Regions from separate parts of the Rattus norvegicus genome. Here region 1 is linked to region 2. A link is a contact called in public Hi-C data. All regions are on one chromosome and are shown on one strand. Each heading gives the region's core, a stretch centred on a gene start, on an enhancer-like site or on the middle of the called end of the contact. The rest is flanking DNA. Distances are from core to core; before and after follow the strand shown.

Evidence for each region. A called contact is a pair of places that touch in the nucleus more often than the background predicts.
Region 1: a Hi-C map of liver shows a contact between it and region 2, with 3 times the contacts expected there. The contact joins the enhancer-like site here to the promoter of Ptpmt1 in region 2. A contact is called at or near these places in 2 of 12 Hi-C or Micro-C datasets (liver and psoas muscle).

The regions. Positions count from the first base shown.
Region 1 is chr3:97,398,726-97,405,851 of GRCr8, forward strand. It overlaps a transcript of Celf1 not described here. Among named protein-coding and RNA genes, the nearest start is that of Celf1, 33 kb to the right of the region's middle. Within about 2 kb of position 5,851, at least 60 of the 93 cell types and tissues checked have an H3K27ac peak or open chromatin away from gene starts, as enhancers often do. A contact at or near this core is called in liver, where this site is marked.
Region 2 is chr3:97,350,043-97,357,332 of GRCr8, forward strand. It overlaps Ptpmt1 (protein tyrosine phosphatase, mitochondrial 1), which reads right to left and starts at 5,212. Exons shown (of 4, transcript NM_001105726.1): 1 at 4,443-5,212; 2 at 4,270-4,350; 3 at 1-171. The coding sequence starts at 4,790.

The DNA.
Region 1 (7,126 bases), core at 4,601-7,100, 49 kb after region 2:
GGAAGGGAGGGAGGGAGGGAGGGAGGGAGGAAGGAAGGAAGGAAGGGAGGAAGGGAGGAAGAAAAGGTGATAATTTATTATTCAAGAATCTTGTATGTGTAGCTCAAGCTAGCCTCTAATTTAGGATGCTCCTATCTCTGTGTCTTGAGTACTGACTGGGTTATAGGTGTGTGGCAACAAACCCAGCTCTGAAGTTTCATGGATCTTTTTGATCCAGACTTTGATCTTCTACCTTTGGTCCAGTCACTATGCGGCTCAGATAATTCTCAGACTTTTAAAAGCCTCCTGCTTCTGCCAATGCCTTCTCAGTTTTGGCTTTGTTGTTATTGTTTTTTGTTTGTTTTTTGAGGTAGGGTGTCTCGTACCCCAAGATAACTTTATACTTGCTATGTAACTGGGTCAGACCATGAACTCCTGAATCCCATGCTTTCCTCGTCCAAGTGCTCCCATTCTTGGTGTTTTAAAATTTTAAGATTGCAGAAGTTGATGAACACAGTACTAGTCTTGTATTCAAGGTAATTAGATAACTTTAGTTGTTAGATGCAGTTGTGAATCTTAAAATCTAGCCTCTTCCTAAAATGTTCCTTTCTCTAACTCTAAAATATAGTTAGTCTTATTTGACCAATGAATTTTCTTTTGGACACAAGATCTCCCCAGTAAGATGGACTGGAACTATCTACCTCTTTTTATTACATTTATTTATGTGAGTGTGTGAGTGCCAGTGGAGACCAGGACAACTTGAGAGACAGTTTTGTGTGTCCACTATGTCGTAACTTGGCACCTTATTCAGGTCACGGGGCTTTGTGGCAGGGTTTTTTCCTCCCTCTTACCTGCCAAGCTTTCTCACCAGCCCTGTCTTTTTGTTTTGTTTTGCTATTTGAAACAGAGACTTGCTGTGTATTCCAGGCTGGTTGGGAACACTTAGTAGATTAGACTGGCCTCTTAATTTGTTATCTTCCTGTCTCTGTCATCTGAATGGATGCTAAGATTATAGATGATTACTGGTATGTGCTCCCACACTTCCTCTCCTTGAGTTCTTTTTGGGTAGGTAGGTGGATTAGGTATTGTGACTTTATTGGTTTCTTAGTGAAATAGGGTGTATTTGTTATCTCTTAACTCTTTGTAGTCCAAGTAGTTCTTCGGTGATAGAGGGACGACTGGGGTTTGAACCCTTGGCTTCATGTATGTAGTAAGGCAAGCGCTCTACCACTGGGCTTCAGCCCCAGCTGTTCTTTGTACTTTCTTCCTTTTTTGTCTTCTTTCTCTTTTCTAAGATTTATTTATTTATTTATTTAACGTGTATGAATGTTTGTTTTGCTTATATGTAAGTCTGTGTGCCGTGTGTGGAGCACCTATGGATGCCAGAAAAGGGCATTGGCCTCCCAGGAAGTGGAGTTTATTGGAATCCCAGAGATTAGTAGTACTGGGAATTGAATCCTGGTCCTGTCAAAGAGCAGCCAGTGCTCTTAACTGCAGGCCATCTCTCCTGTCCTTACCAGTTCTTAAAGCTGGTCCTGCTAATCTTACACATCTATTCTTACTCTTTAGTTCTGGGGCTGGCTATCTGTCCTCTTACCCTTTCTTTTTCTCGTACTGGGGATTGAGTGTATACTTCTGTTTTCTGTTACCAGGATCAGCTGATACTGTGAATTCTAAATAGCCATGTGCTATGAGCTTCTAGAAAACACCATTTTCCCTACCATATTTGCTATATTGTTTGGTCTTTGTCTGTGCCTTCTTTTGATTGGGCCCACACTGGTATCCTAAAGGGTATTTTAATACCTCCTCCCTAGTATCCTTTACTTGAAGCCTCCATTTACAGGTTGATTCACAGTGGGAGAGAGCCATATTTGAAATTTATTTTTCTGATAATGTGAATTTTTTTATCTTTCATTTCTGTGCTTTTTATATTTTTTGTGCCTCTTACTTGAGCTTTCATCTTATGCATAGCTGACTATTATGTCATCTTTAGGACTACAAAATAAAAGTTAGAAGATTTTAAAGTTCTCAGAATAATGTCGCCCACATTGCACATATGTCATATTTTGAATTTACTAGCTAAGCCTCCAGATATGTGCTTTATATACAGTATGTTCAGCATACTGACTTAGGTTGCTATGAGAACCTAAAAATGTTAAGGCTTAAATCACTAAGTACTTTTTTCTGTTTTAGATAAAGTAAGTGTGTGTGTGTGTGTGTGTGTGTGTGTGTGTGTGTGTGTGTGTGTAGGTCCATCCATGATCCCATTTTATCCCTGTATCATTATGTGCCATGTCCATCTGTGCCTTCATCAACTAACCCCAAGGTTCTCAGTATATGGTTCTAGGTGGCCTGGAACTAACTCACTTAGGTAAAACCAACTGGCCTCATAGAGATCCACCTGCCTCTGTTTTCTCAATGCTGATATTAAAGGCATGTACCACCATGACCAGCTTTTGTTTTGATTTGTTTTGATTTTAACAGCTTCTCTATTAAGTAGCTCTGACTGTCCTGGAATTTACTGTCTAGACCAGGCTGGCCTCAAGTTCACAGACCTCTACCTGTCTCTGCTTCCTGAGTGCTGGGAATTGTGCCACTAGACCTGGCCTTGCTTTCTTTGAGATAAGATCTCAAAGAGCCCACGTTGACCTATATAGACAAATCTGGCTCCAATTTTCCTGCCTCCAATTCTCAAGTGCTGAGATAAGGTATGTATATGCACAGCTAATAGTTTTCACTAGTTGAGGTACAGAACACTTTTTGTGTTCATAGCTTGCTGTCCTTGCTCATAGCTCCGTTTGTTTTTTTTATTTAGTTTCGTTCATTTGTCTTCTTGTCCCACACCGAACAGTATTGACCTGTGTTACTTACTTTGTCTTGAAACAAAGTTTTATTATACTGTAGTCTAAGCTAGCCTTTAATCAAAATAATCCTTTTTGCCTTCTGAGAGACAGGCATGGGTCACCAATTCTGTTTACTTTTTTTTGCTTCAAGGCAAGAGTAGAATAATAAACAGGGGTGGCCTCAAGCTTGCAGCGACCTTGCCTTTACCAACAGTCTATTGGGATTATAGGTGTGCCCATCTTGACCAAGCTCCATCGAAGATTCTAAAATCTAGTTTTAAGTTTCTCCTGACACCCCTCCCCCAATTGGTGTGTTATGCAAGTATTTTGTGCATAATATAAGGGAGCTTTCGGGTTATTGGAAGTATCTATTAGTTACAAATCTGTGGGCCTTCAGCATAGAGCTCTGATACGGTCTTACTCTATTTTTCATTGAGGAAATAGGTTCAGAAGAAGAAATGACTTGCTAAGTCAATGCGCTATAGAGGCTTATGGCCTTTTTGATTTTGAGATTATATTTTAATTATCCTTGCTGTATGTAATTATGGACTTTTGTGTTTAATTTTGCTTAATTGCTTACACATAGCAAATATAGTAATACACATAGTGATTAAAGCTGTGTTCCATAAACTACAGCATAGCCACCATAAGCTACTACTGTAAACAACCTAAGCCATTAACACAAAGCTGTGCAGATCTTACAGATTAAATACACAAGACACTACATATCATTAGGAGACCAGTCAGTGACGCGAGCACTTAGCGTGTCTGTTCTGTGATAGATGAGTGTTCTTTCAAATAACGGGGTTGTTTTTGGTATGTCAGGTAGCAGGGACAAGATTTTGTACTTGAAAACTATGCAGTGGGATTAAGAATTCAAGTTTGCTGTTGTTCCATTTCATTATCAATGAAAAAGAAAAGTTCAAAATCCCAAAAACTTACTTTGCAAATAAGAAAAGTAAATATTAATGTTGAGCTATTAGGTCTTAATTTGACATTTTCTTTGTAAATTTTAGGGAAAAGTTTGGTAGGAGGAGAGTGCTACTTAGGAGTTTTAAGATATCCTCACCACACATTTACCTGTGTCTAGAAGCTAATACTCTCTCTGAGCACTTCCTTTGCTGGCAGAATGATAGAGTGTTTCCTGACCAAGGACTACCAAGTCATCAGTATTTCTAGTCCTACTTGTGTGCTTCCAGGATGGCCTTGGAACTTAGTACTACTGTGGGTGACTTTGAACTCCACATCCTCCTACTTCTACCTCAAGTAGTTCTTACTTTGTTTTTGCTTTGTTTGTTTAAAATAGTGGTTTGAGATTTATTCAAAAGATTAGTAATCTTGGAAGTAGAAGAATGTTTTCCTGAATAATGTGGTAGGTGAGAAATGTTTGAGTGAATATTGAATTTGCTGTCTTTTAGAGTGTGTGTGTGTGTGTGTGTGTGTAGAGAACTGCTGAGTGCCGGATTACAGACATGATCAGTTTCATTTTTCTTTCTTTAGATTGTTTTTCTCTAAAGTAGGTAGGAACTGTAAGTAATATGATATTAATCTCATAAAACTGCAGAAAACATTTTAGGTTGAAATTGCAGACAAAAAGTCCAGGAACAGAGGAAATTAATAAGTCTATTCCAAGTCTGCATTTCCCCCACGTTGAAGACACTGTAGGTGAACTTAGTGAAAGTGTACAAGTGGGCTCCATGGAATAAACTCTTAAGCCTGCCTTTGTTCTCTCTTTTCTCTGTTTTTTTAAGATTATTTATTTTATGTTGAGTGTTTTATCTGCATGTACACCTGCATGCCAGAAGAGGGCATCAGATCCCATTACAGATGGTTGTGAGCCACCATGTGGTTGCTGGGATTTGAACTCAGGACCTCTGGAAGAGCAGTCAGTGGCCTTAACCACTGAGCCATCTCCAGTCACTGCAAGTTGTTTATTTGTTTGTTTTGAGTCAAGGTTTCTCTGTGATGGCCTGGCTGCCCTGGAATTCACTCTGTAGACCACGCAGACCTCAAACTCACAGAGGCCTGCCTCTGCCTCCTGAGTGCCCCACCACTGGCCAGCTGCTCTCTTCTTTTAATGTGGGTAACATTGTTTCTTCTGCTTTGGCACTAGTCAAATATTGTCAGCCATTACTATCTTGAATATTGATTAATCTTATCCTGGAGCTAAACCCGGAAGTGTTGGAGGTACTCAGTATAGTTTCAATTTATATTAGAGCATCTTCTGTATGAAACACTTTATTCTGAATACCTGCTTAATTACTTGCTGCATTTCCTCTCTATGAGGAATTTTCTGTAGCCAGAAATTGAGTATTCATGTATTTCACAGTGAGGTGAATCTTTTTTTTTTTTTTTTTTTTTTCTTTTTTTCGGAGCTGGGGACCGAACCCAGGGCCTTGCGCTTGCTAGGCAAATGCTCTACCGCTGAGCTAAATCCCCAACCTGAGGTGAATCTTAATTGCTTTGTAAAGCAATTTTGCAAACAGATACTGGGCCTGATTATATAAGCCAGCATCCTGAGAAATGTATTTAAATAATTTGTATCGACCAGAACAAAAGTATCAGACTATCCCCAACAATTTGACAATTAGGGTGACCAAAGAGCAGTGCAGGTTAGATGGTTTACTTAAATGTAGGAGGTAGCCTGTTGTTGTACATTACATTTTAGGATTTAAATGATAAATTGAACCTCATAGCTGTTGCGTTCCAGCAAGAATCTGACCTAATAGTTTTTTTTCAGTTCCTGAGGCTGAGGATCTTAGAATAGTGACTGTGATTATTGGGACACTCCTTGACTGACATAGAACCTCTTCAACCTTCCTTTAAGCCTGTGTGCTTTTGCCTTTTATATGGCATGTGTGAACAGAATCATGTGTGAGAGATAACTGCCCTTTCACTGACGGCCCCCTTTCAGTAACCATGTATGGATAAAGCTGCTCAGTTCCCTGCTCCTCCCTCTCAGTGCAGAGCAGAAGGTGCTCTGCGGAAGCAAAGCGGCTGCTCCACTTTGCAGCTTTCTATATTTGTACAGCAACAGCAGGAGCAGCCCACTAGCTAGGCGGTGCAGTCATCCTGCGCACCCACATTGCTTCAGACCTGCTCAGGATTCAGCCAGGGCTTGAAGTTTGTGTTCTTAACGTGCGTCCATCTGTCTGTCTGTGTACATTTCTGTGGAGGACTAAGGTTTTCAAGTAAAAGAGGTGACTTACTTGTCTTATTTGGTTTGATTTATTTAGGTTTAGTTACAGATTATAGAGAACTGAGAATTTTGGGACTGGGTGGAGGAAAGGTCTGTAGTCAGCTAATAGAATCTTAAGCAGCTGCCAGGCTAGTGGATTTAGTGTCAGGAGGTTTCTGAGCTGCCTTAGAAACATGGCTCACTGAAGAAGTGCTTTTGATCACAAAGATCAGCTCTTAAGAGTGGGACTGAACACATTTTCTGAGGTAAATTTTGAGTATAAAAACTGAGAAAAGATTTTGTGTGCATCTCTTTGGAGTGGGTACATGGGGCTATTAATTTGCCTTTTGCTGAGAAGAGCTGTGGAGAATGTTGGGTTATTTTTGGTTTCCCAGCAACCTTTGCTGTTGTCTGGATTCATAGTACTTTGCAAAGTTTTGCCTAACAGGCCTTGTAATGTCTTGTGATATCATACCTATTTAGGGAGTAGAGGGGAAGTGATCGATAGCTTTTAGGACATTTTCCAAGCTACTAAGGTTGATACTACTTTAAAAGAAGACTTTTGTTGGCTTGCTCTGAGATTATTTTAATTAGGTAACTCCAGTCTTGATCACTCCATCTAAATAAAGAGAAGCTCTTTGTTTTACTGGTTCCTTTTACTTCCTTCCCCCTCCACCTCATCCCTGTGAGTCACAGACTGTAGAGCTGGGAATAGAACTTGTCAGCTGAGTGGGGACAAGACAGTTTGCTGTACATGTTTATAACTATGGCTCATTTGGAGATGAAAAGGCTATAAATGCTGGATAAACAGCTTTACTGAGGTGACTTCTATCTGCATCTGGGTGGTATAAATGCAGAATTATTTGCCTATTTATCGATGTATATTTTGTCTTTGAAGACTAAGTCTGTTGGGGACTCTGGGTCCTGTATACCTCAGAGCATTTTACAAGTATTGACTCTAACAACATGTTGACTTAATCTTCCTCTGGGCAGGTCTTTGTGCCCATTTCATTTCTACTGTGTTCTCATTGATGTAGTTAACTATTAGGTAGGGGCTCTTGCTAAAGATCAAAATCAGTGACAGCTCTTTTTTGTTGTTTGAGATAGGGTGTCATAATGTAACCCT
Region 2 (7,290 bases), core at 3,962-6,461:
CATTGTGGCACTTCTGGATCGACCAGCCTTACAATGCACGTAGACACACTGGCCCAGGGACTGGTACTTGAGAGCAAACTGGACTCCTCTGTGGAGGTTGGCCAAGGTGGGGACTCCAGTCATGTCGACTGTGCTGAGCCGTAGCTGCTCAACTCCCACATTCTTCCATTCCTAGAACCGGAATAAAAAGGAAAGGAAAATCAAAGAAGCTTGAGGTGGATGGTTTGAAGAGGAGGGCCCCAAGCAGCAAAATGGCAAGCAGGTTCCAGGGTTTACTGCAAGGTGACTCTTTCCAAAAACAGAAATGCTGTTAAAACAGCTCACCTTCCACTAAGCAGACATGCTGCTATTAGAACTATGTTCAAGGGCTGGAGAGATGGCTTAGCCGGTAAGAGCACTGACTGCTTTTCCTGAGGTCCTGAGTTCAATTCCCAGCAACCACATGGTGGCTCACAACCATCTGTAATGGGATCTGATGCCCTCTTCTGGTGTGTCTGAAGACAGCGACACTGTACTCATAAATAAAATAAATCTTTTTTTAAAAAAACTATGTTCAAATATTCTTTAGATGCTTGGATCTTTATTAGCTTCATAAAAGCAGCTGTGAGTCTGGAGAGACAGTTCAGAGGACTTCCTGCTCTTGGAGGGGAGTTCAGTTTCTAGCACCCCACTGGGAGGCTCACAACCATCCCTCAGCACCTACCTACAGGCAGGTGTGGTGGCAATACTAACCCCAGCACTTAGGAGGCAAAGGTGCAGAATCTCTATGAACTCAAGTCTACATAGTAAGTTCCAGACCAGCCAGAGCTACACAGTGAGACCCTGTCTAACAAGCCAAAGTACCACAACAACAAAAATAAGTTTTAACAAAATTCAGGGGCTAGAGAGATGGCTCAGTGGTTAATAGCACTGACTGCTCTTCCAGAGGTCCTGAGTTCAGTTCCCAGCAACCACATGGTGGCTCACAACCATCTGCCAATGGGATCCGCTGCCCTCTTCTGGTGTGTCTGAAGAGAGTGACAGTGTACTCACATACATGAAATAAACAAATCTTTAAAAACAATCAGCTGCATGAGTTATGGGCTGAGGATGTAGGTCGGTGGTGTAGTGCCTGCCGAGGGAACTCCTGAGATTCCCACCCCTTAAAATAATGTTAGGAAGCTGTGTCTCTGCCTGTACAGGGCTTGTACAGAGGGTAAACAGAGGGTATCCCTGTAGACAAGGATAATATATTTTACCATCAGTGCGGACATATTTTTACCACTTTTTTTGAGGGGAACACAGTAAAAGAAATGGGGTTAAGGGGTTGGGGATTTGGCTCAGTGGTAGAGTGCTTGCCTAGCAAGCGCAAGGCCCTGGGTTCGGTCCCCAGCTCCGGGGGGGAAAAAAAAAAAGAAATGGGGTTATTTTTAAGTTAAAACAACATATTTGGGGTTGGGGATTTAGCTCAGTGGTAGAGCACTTAGCAAGCGCAAGGCCCTGGGTTCTGTCCTCAGCTCCAAAAAACAAACAAACAAACAAACAAACAAACAAACAAAAAACCAACATACTTTAGACAAGAGTGGGGGCTCATGCCTAAAATCCCAAGGCTAGCATGCTGTGAGTGGAGTTCAAGGATAGTGTCTAAACTATGGAATAAGACTTCCTTCACCCTTTAAAAAAACAAAACAAAATAAAGACCTACCTGGTTTTGTGTAACGTTATTTAAGGGACTAGAGAAATGAAATCTTAGGAGTAATGTTATATTAGACAGCAGTCTATTTTTTTTTTTTTCCGGAGCTGAGGACCGAACCCAGGGCCTTGCGCTTGCTAGGCAAGCGTTTTACCACTGAGCTAAATCCCCAACCCCGACAGCAGTCTAATATATTTCTGCTTTAAGACTTCAAATATGGGGGCTGGAGAGATGGCTCAGCGGTTAAGAGCACTGACAGCTCTTCCCGAGGTCCTGAGTTCAAATCCCAGCAACCACATGGTGGCTCACAACCATCTGTAATGAGATCTGATGCCCTCTTCTGGTGTGTCTGAAGACAGCTACAGTGTACTTACACATAGAATAAATAAATAAATATTAAAAAAAAAACTAAGATGCAAACAATTACTTTAAAAAAGAAAAGACTTCAAATACACTGCAGCTGCTTTCACTGGCTTCTTTGCTGTTGTTGTTTTTTAAATATGGTTTCATATAATCCAAGATGACCTCACTCACTATGTAGCCAAGGATGCCTATGAGCTGATGTTCCTGTCTCCACTTCCCAAGGGTTGAAGTTACAGGTGTGAGCCTCCATGTTCCTTGCTACCTGTAGCAAGTCCCTGCAACTTAATGACTGCATGAAGGCCAGCTTAATCCCACCAGTTAAATTAACAGAACCTAAAGGCACATTTCTGCTTGTTTATCAATTGAACCAGAACCACTTTCAGAGTTGTTAACTATGCAGATAAACCCTGGGTCAGAATATCAAGGTGAGAGGGTCGGGTGGCCTGAGGTGGGGTGGCCTGAGGTGGGAACTTGTGCCTTATTAGCAAGGCTGCCAGAAGATCCTTAGGCATTTCCAGTGTGGCTGCTGCCTTGGAGATTTCTTTTCTCTAGCTAGTGGGATGAAAACCCTCCACCTTACAGAGGACAGTGCCTCACATGGAGAGACCAAGCATTGTCTGTGTGGCTTTAGTGACCTTTCACATTGATCACATGAGTGAGTATTAGCTCTGATAGCTAATGACCCCTTGAGACCTGTGACAATATTTTAGGGCATCCAGGAACGGTCATTTTCTTTTTTTCTTTTTCTATAAATGGCCTTCTATACCATGCCACAGGTTAGCCTCGAACTCCTATGTGGCTCAGGAGCTTGAGTATCTGATCGTCTTCTTCTTGGGTGTTGGGATACTGGGCCACTGCCACACCTTGTTTTTATTCTTCACTGACTTCATGTACTCTAGGCAAGCAGTTTATCAACTGAAATCCATCCACAGCCCGCTCTGCAGTTCTTCAATGATAACTATTAACATAGTATATATAATAAGGAGTGTTCTTCTTTTTACTTTTCTTTGGGTGGTTTCAAGATAAGATTTCATGGGGCTGGGGATTTAGCTCAGTGGTAGAGCGCTTGCCTAGGAAGCGCAAGGCCCTGGGTTCGGTCCCCAGCTCCGAAAAAAAGAACCAAAAAAAAAAAAAAAAAAAGATTTCATTATATAGCTCTGGCTGTTCTAGACTCACTTTATAGATCAGATGGGCCTCAAACTCACAGAGATCTGCCTGCCTCTGTCTCCAGAGTTCTGGGGTTAAAGGTATGCACCAATATGCCTGGCAGAGAGGGGGGTTCGCTTTTCTTATCTGTGATTTTGTTTTTAGACACAGGCTCGTGTAGCCCAGGCTGGCCTCCACCTCACTAAACACTTCCCACCTTCACTCATGAAGAGCTAACATTACAGATAAGAGCCACACTCTCTCTTAAAGAAATGCTTTCCTTACAGTTGGCCTTCATCTCCAAAGCTAACGAACATATTGCCTAATTCAAACTTGATGCTAAAATGTGTTAAAATGAATGAAATCAGCAAGGCACACGGTATTAGTCAGGGTTCTCTAGTTCCACTCCCAGAGCCAAGCATAGTCAAACCACCACACACATAAATCACAAATTTTAGTTACTGAGGTTAGTGACCAAAATCACAAATATAAGATGGGTGTATTAGCACATGCCTGTAGTCTCAGTACTGGGAAAGTGGAGGCAGTAGAATCACATCAGGACTTAAGACCCCTGTCTCAAAATAAACAAAGGAAAAGTAGCATATACATGTACAATTTTGTGCATGAAGAACTGTAAACCCGTCCCGATTTTAAAGCAGGACTTCCTTGTGTCCTGACTGGCACAGAGCTCACTACATACACCAAGCTGGCCTGGAACTTCCACCGACCCTTCTTCTTGCCTAAGGGTGCTGAAATCCCAGGAGTGAGCCACCCACAGCGGGTTAGCTCGCTCTTTTTAGACAGAGGCCAGGGCACATTTGAACTCCTGGGCTCAAAAGATCCTGCCTCAGCCACCTGAGTCGCCCGGGCTCCAGGCTCGCAGGACTTCTTTCTGGTTTATCAGTTTCAGCGTCTTTCCACCTGCAGCCATTTGAACTTGACGCGCAGACACAGTGCTCGAGAAGGCAACTAGTGTCTCCGACACTAGTCTCGGAGACAAGGTCACCCACAGCGTCCCTCCTTCCCCTAGCTTCTCCAGCTTTTACAGGCCCGAGTACTGAGCCAGGCCAGAGGGCCCGGGTCCTTACCTTCGAGGTGTTGCACAGGAATCTGGTCTCGTACTCCTCGTTCATAGTGATCACTCCGCGCACGTTCTCGTCCAGTACCAGCTGCCGAGGCAAAGAAGGGGCTCAGCGAGGGCCGCGGGGCGCCCGCCGAGGCCCGGGGCCCGCTCCCGGCCCGGCCCGCCGGTCTCTCTCACCCGGCGCGTCATGCTCCTCAGCGGCAGCGCGCCCAGCAGCACTGTGTGGTCGATGCGGTGGTACCAATCGCGGTGCGCCGGGCCGCCCACCCTCCCCCGGAACACTGTGTAGAGCAGCGTCGGGTAGAAGAGCACCCGGGCCAGGCCGGCCTCCAGCCACGCGGACGCCGCCATCCCGCCCCACCCCGCCAAGCGCAGCGGCCAGCCACCCGCTTCGGAGCTCGCGGTCAGCCACCGCGAGAAGGACGCAGAGGACGAGAGCTGCGGGCCACCTGATGCCTCCCGACTCTCCGAAGCTGAGTCCCCGCCGTCAGAGGCAGGCCCGGGGGATCCCGGGACAGGAACCATGGCTCCAAAGGAGAGGCGCCGCGAGGGGTGGGGTAGGGAGAGTAGAACGGCAACGATAGGGTGAAACTGTGACCCTGCCTAAGGAGCAGGGCCTGCTCTCCAACCCCTGACCTCAGGGAGGGGCCGTGGCCCCCGAGTGCACCCATTACCAAGGAGGAGGCTGAGCAGTGAGGCTCCTCTAAACAGGGGAGGAACCGGAGGACCCTCATCTGGGCGTAAGAGGAGCGTAGTTGACCGGAGCTGCTGCTCTTGGGGGTGCAGGGAACCTGAACATAAGTGGTAGTCTACTGTCTGTCTGTCTCTCTGTCTCTCTCTTAACTTTTTTTGAGACCAGATCACACTATGTAGCCCAAACTACCTTCTACTGGCTATGTAGCTAGTTCCAGAACAGCCAAGGCACACAAAGAAACCCTGTCTCAAAACAAACAAACAAAAAAAAAAACCCCCAATACCTCTGAGTGTGTGTGTATATATATATGTGTGTGTGTGTGTGAGAGAGATATTACCTGGATGCAAAGTCCAAGGAGGACAAAGAGGATGTTGGAACCCATGGGACTAGAGTGTGACTAGAGGGACGAGAGTCCCTCTCAGTGAATGCTGGAAATCAAACCAGGGTCCCCCGAAAGAATAGCCAATGCTCTTAACTGCTAAACCATTTCTCCAGCCACAAGAGAATATTCTTTACCTGCATCTGCTGCTTTTTCCCTCCTTCTTGGTTTTGGTTTCTTTGTTTGCTTGTTTGTTTTTCTTTAAAAAAAAAGATTTACTTATTTATTTTATATTTATGAGTACACTGTAACCGTCTTCAGACACATCAGAAAAGAGCATCAGATCCCATTACAAATGGTTGTGAGCCACCATGTGGTTGCTGGGAACTGAACTCGGGACCTCTGGAAGAGCAGTTAGTGCTCTTAACCACCGCTGAGCCATCTCTCCAGCCCCCTGTTTGTTTTTCAAGACAGGGTTTCTTTGTGTAACCCTGGTTGTCGTGGAACTCTCTCTGTAGGCCAGGCTGGCCTTGCACTCAGAGATCCACTTGCCTCTGCCTCCTGAGTTCTGGGATTAAAGGCATGTGCTACTGCTGTCTGACTTCTTTTTCTTCCTTTTAAAAAAAGAGGTATATTTTATCAAAGAAATACTCATAATAATGGGCAGGAAGGAATTAGGAGGAAGAAGAGTTAGGGGATGAATTTTTATCAAAGCACATTAATACATGTATAAGATTGGTTAGGGATTTAGCTCAGTGGCAGAGCGCTTGCCTAGCAAGCTCAAGGCCCTGGGTTCGGTCCCCAGCTCCGAAAAAAAGAAAAAAAAAAAAAAGAGTCTCGGATCTTAAAAAAAAAAAAAAATGAAAAGTATAGTAAGAATTGAGTCAGGCATCATGGTGGCACACCCCTTAATCCCAGCAATCAGGAGGCAGAGGCAGGTTGATCTCTGAATTATTAAAAGTCAGCTTGGGGCTGGAGAGATGGCTCAGAGGTTAGGAGCACTGATTGCTCTTCCTAGAGGACCTGAGTTCAATTCCCAGCAACCACATGGTGGCTCACAACCATCTGTAATGGGATCCGACACCTTCTTCTGGTGTGTCTGAAGAGAGTGACAACAATATAAGTAATAAAATAAATCTATAGAATATCAGCCTGGTCTACATAGAGAATTCCAGGCCAGATGTCTGTCTCAAAAAATAAATGATTCAATAGTATTATATCTTTTTTGAGAGGGGGGAGGGGGTCTCATGTCACCCAAGGAGGCCAAAAAAGGGTATTGGATGGAAGGTATTGTAGCCTTCCTGTGGGTGCTGGGAACTGAACCCCACTTTTCTCCAAGAGCAGCAAGCGCTCTTACAAGCTAACCCACCCCTTTAGTCCGTGTAGTAACTGCACTGTCAGTCCTCTTAGAGCTGGGATCGCCTGCACACCACCACGTCTCACTCCTCTTCAGTGCTAACACCTTTTTAGTGCCATCTTGAGAGTTCATAAGCCACGCGATCTACCTGCATCTGCTTTTACACTTATTTTTGTGTTGGATCAGGGGGAGTGCTTAGCAGAACATAACTTGTAGGAGTCTGTTCTCTTCTACCATGTGGGTTCCAAGGATGGAACGCAGGTTGTCAGTGTTGGTAGCAAACACCTACCCCCCTCCCAAGACATTCTGCCAGCCCCAATTTACCCTTTAATATGTACAATTCCATAAGTATGAATATACTCTTGGGGTTGTAACATCAGCACTGTACAATTCTAGGACATTTTCACCTTCAAAGGAACTATTATACACATTAACAATCATACCTAATTCCTCCACCGACTGACAACCACTAATCTCCTCTCTGTGGTTTTGTCTATTCTGGGCATATACATGGTTGTAGGTCCATGTCTTTATGCAGGAAGGTACTGGATAGGCCTGTCATTGGATGAGAAGGAAGGATGGGCAGGAACAAAGTTTTAGAAAGAGGAGAAGGAGCTGGGAGAACATGGGGGCAGATATTAAGATTCTTCTCTGC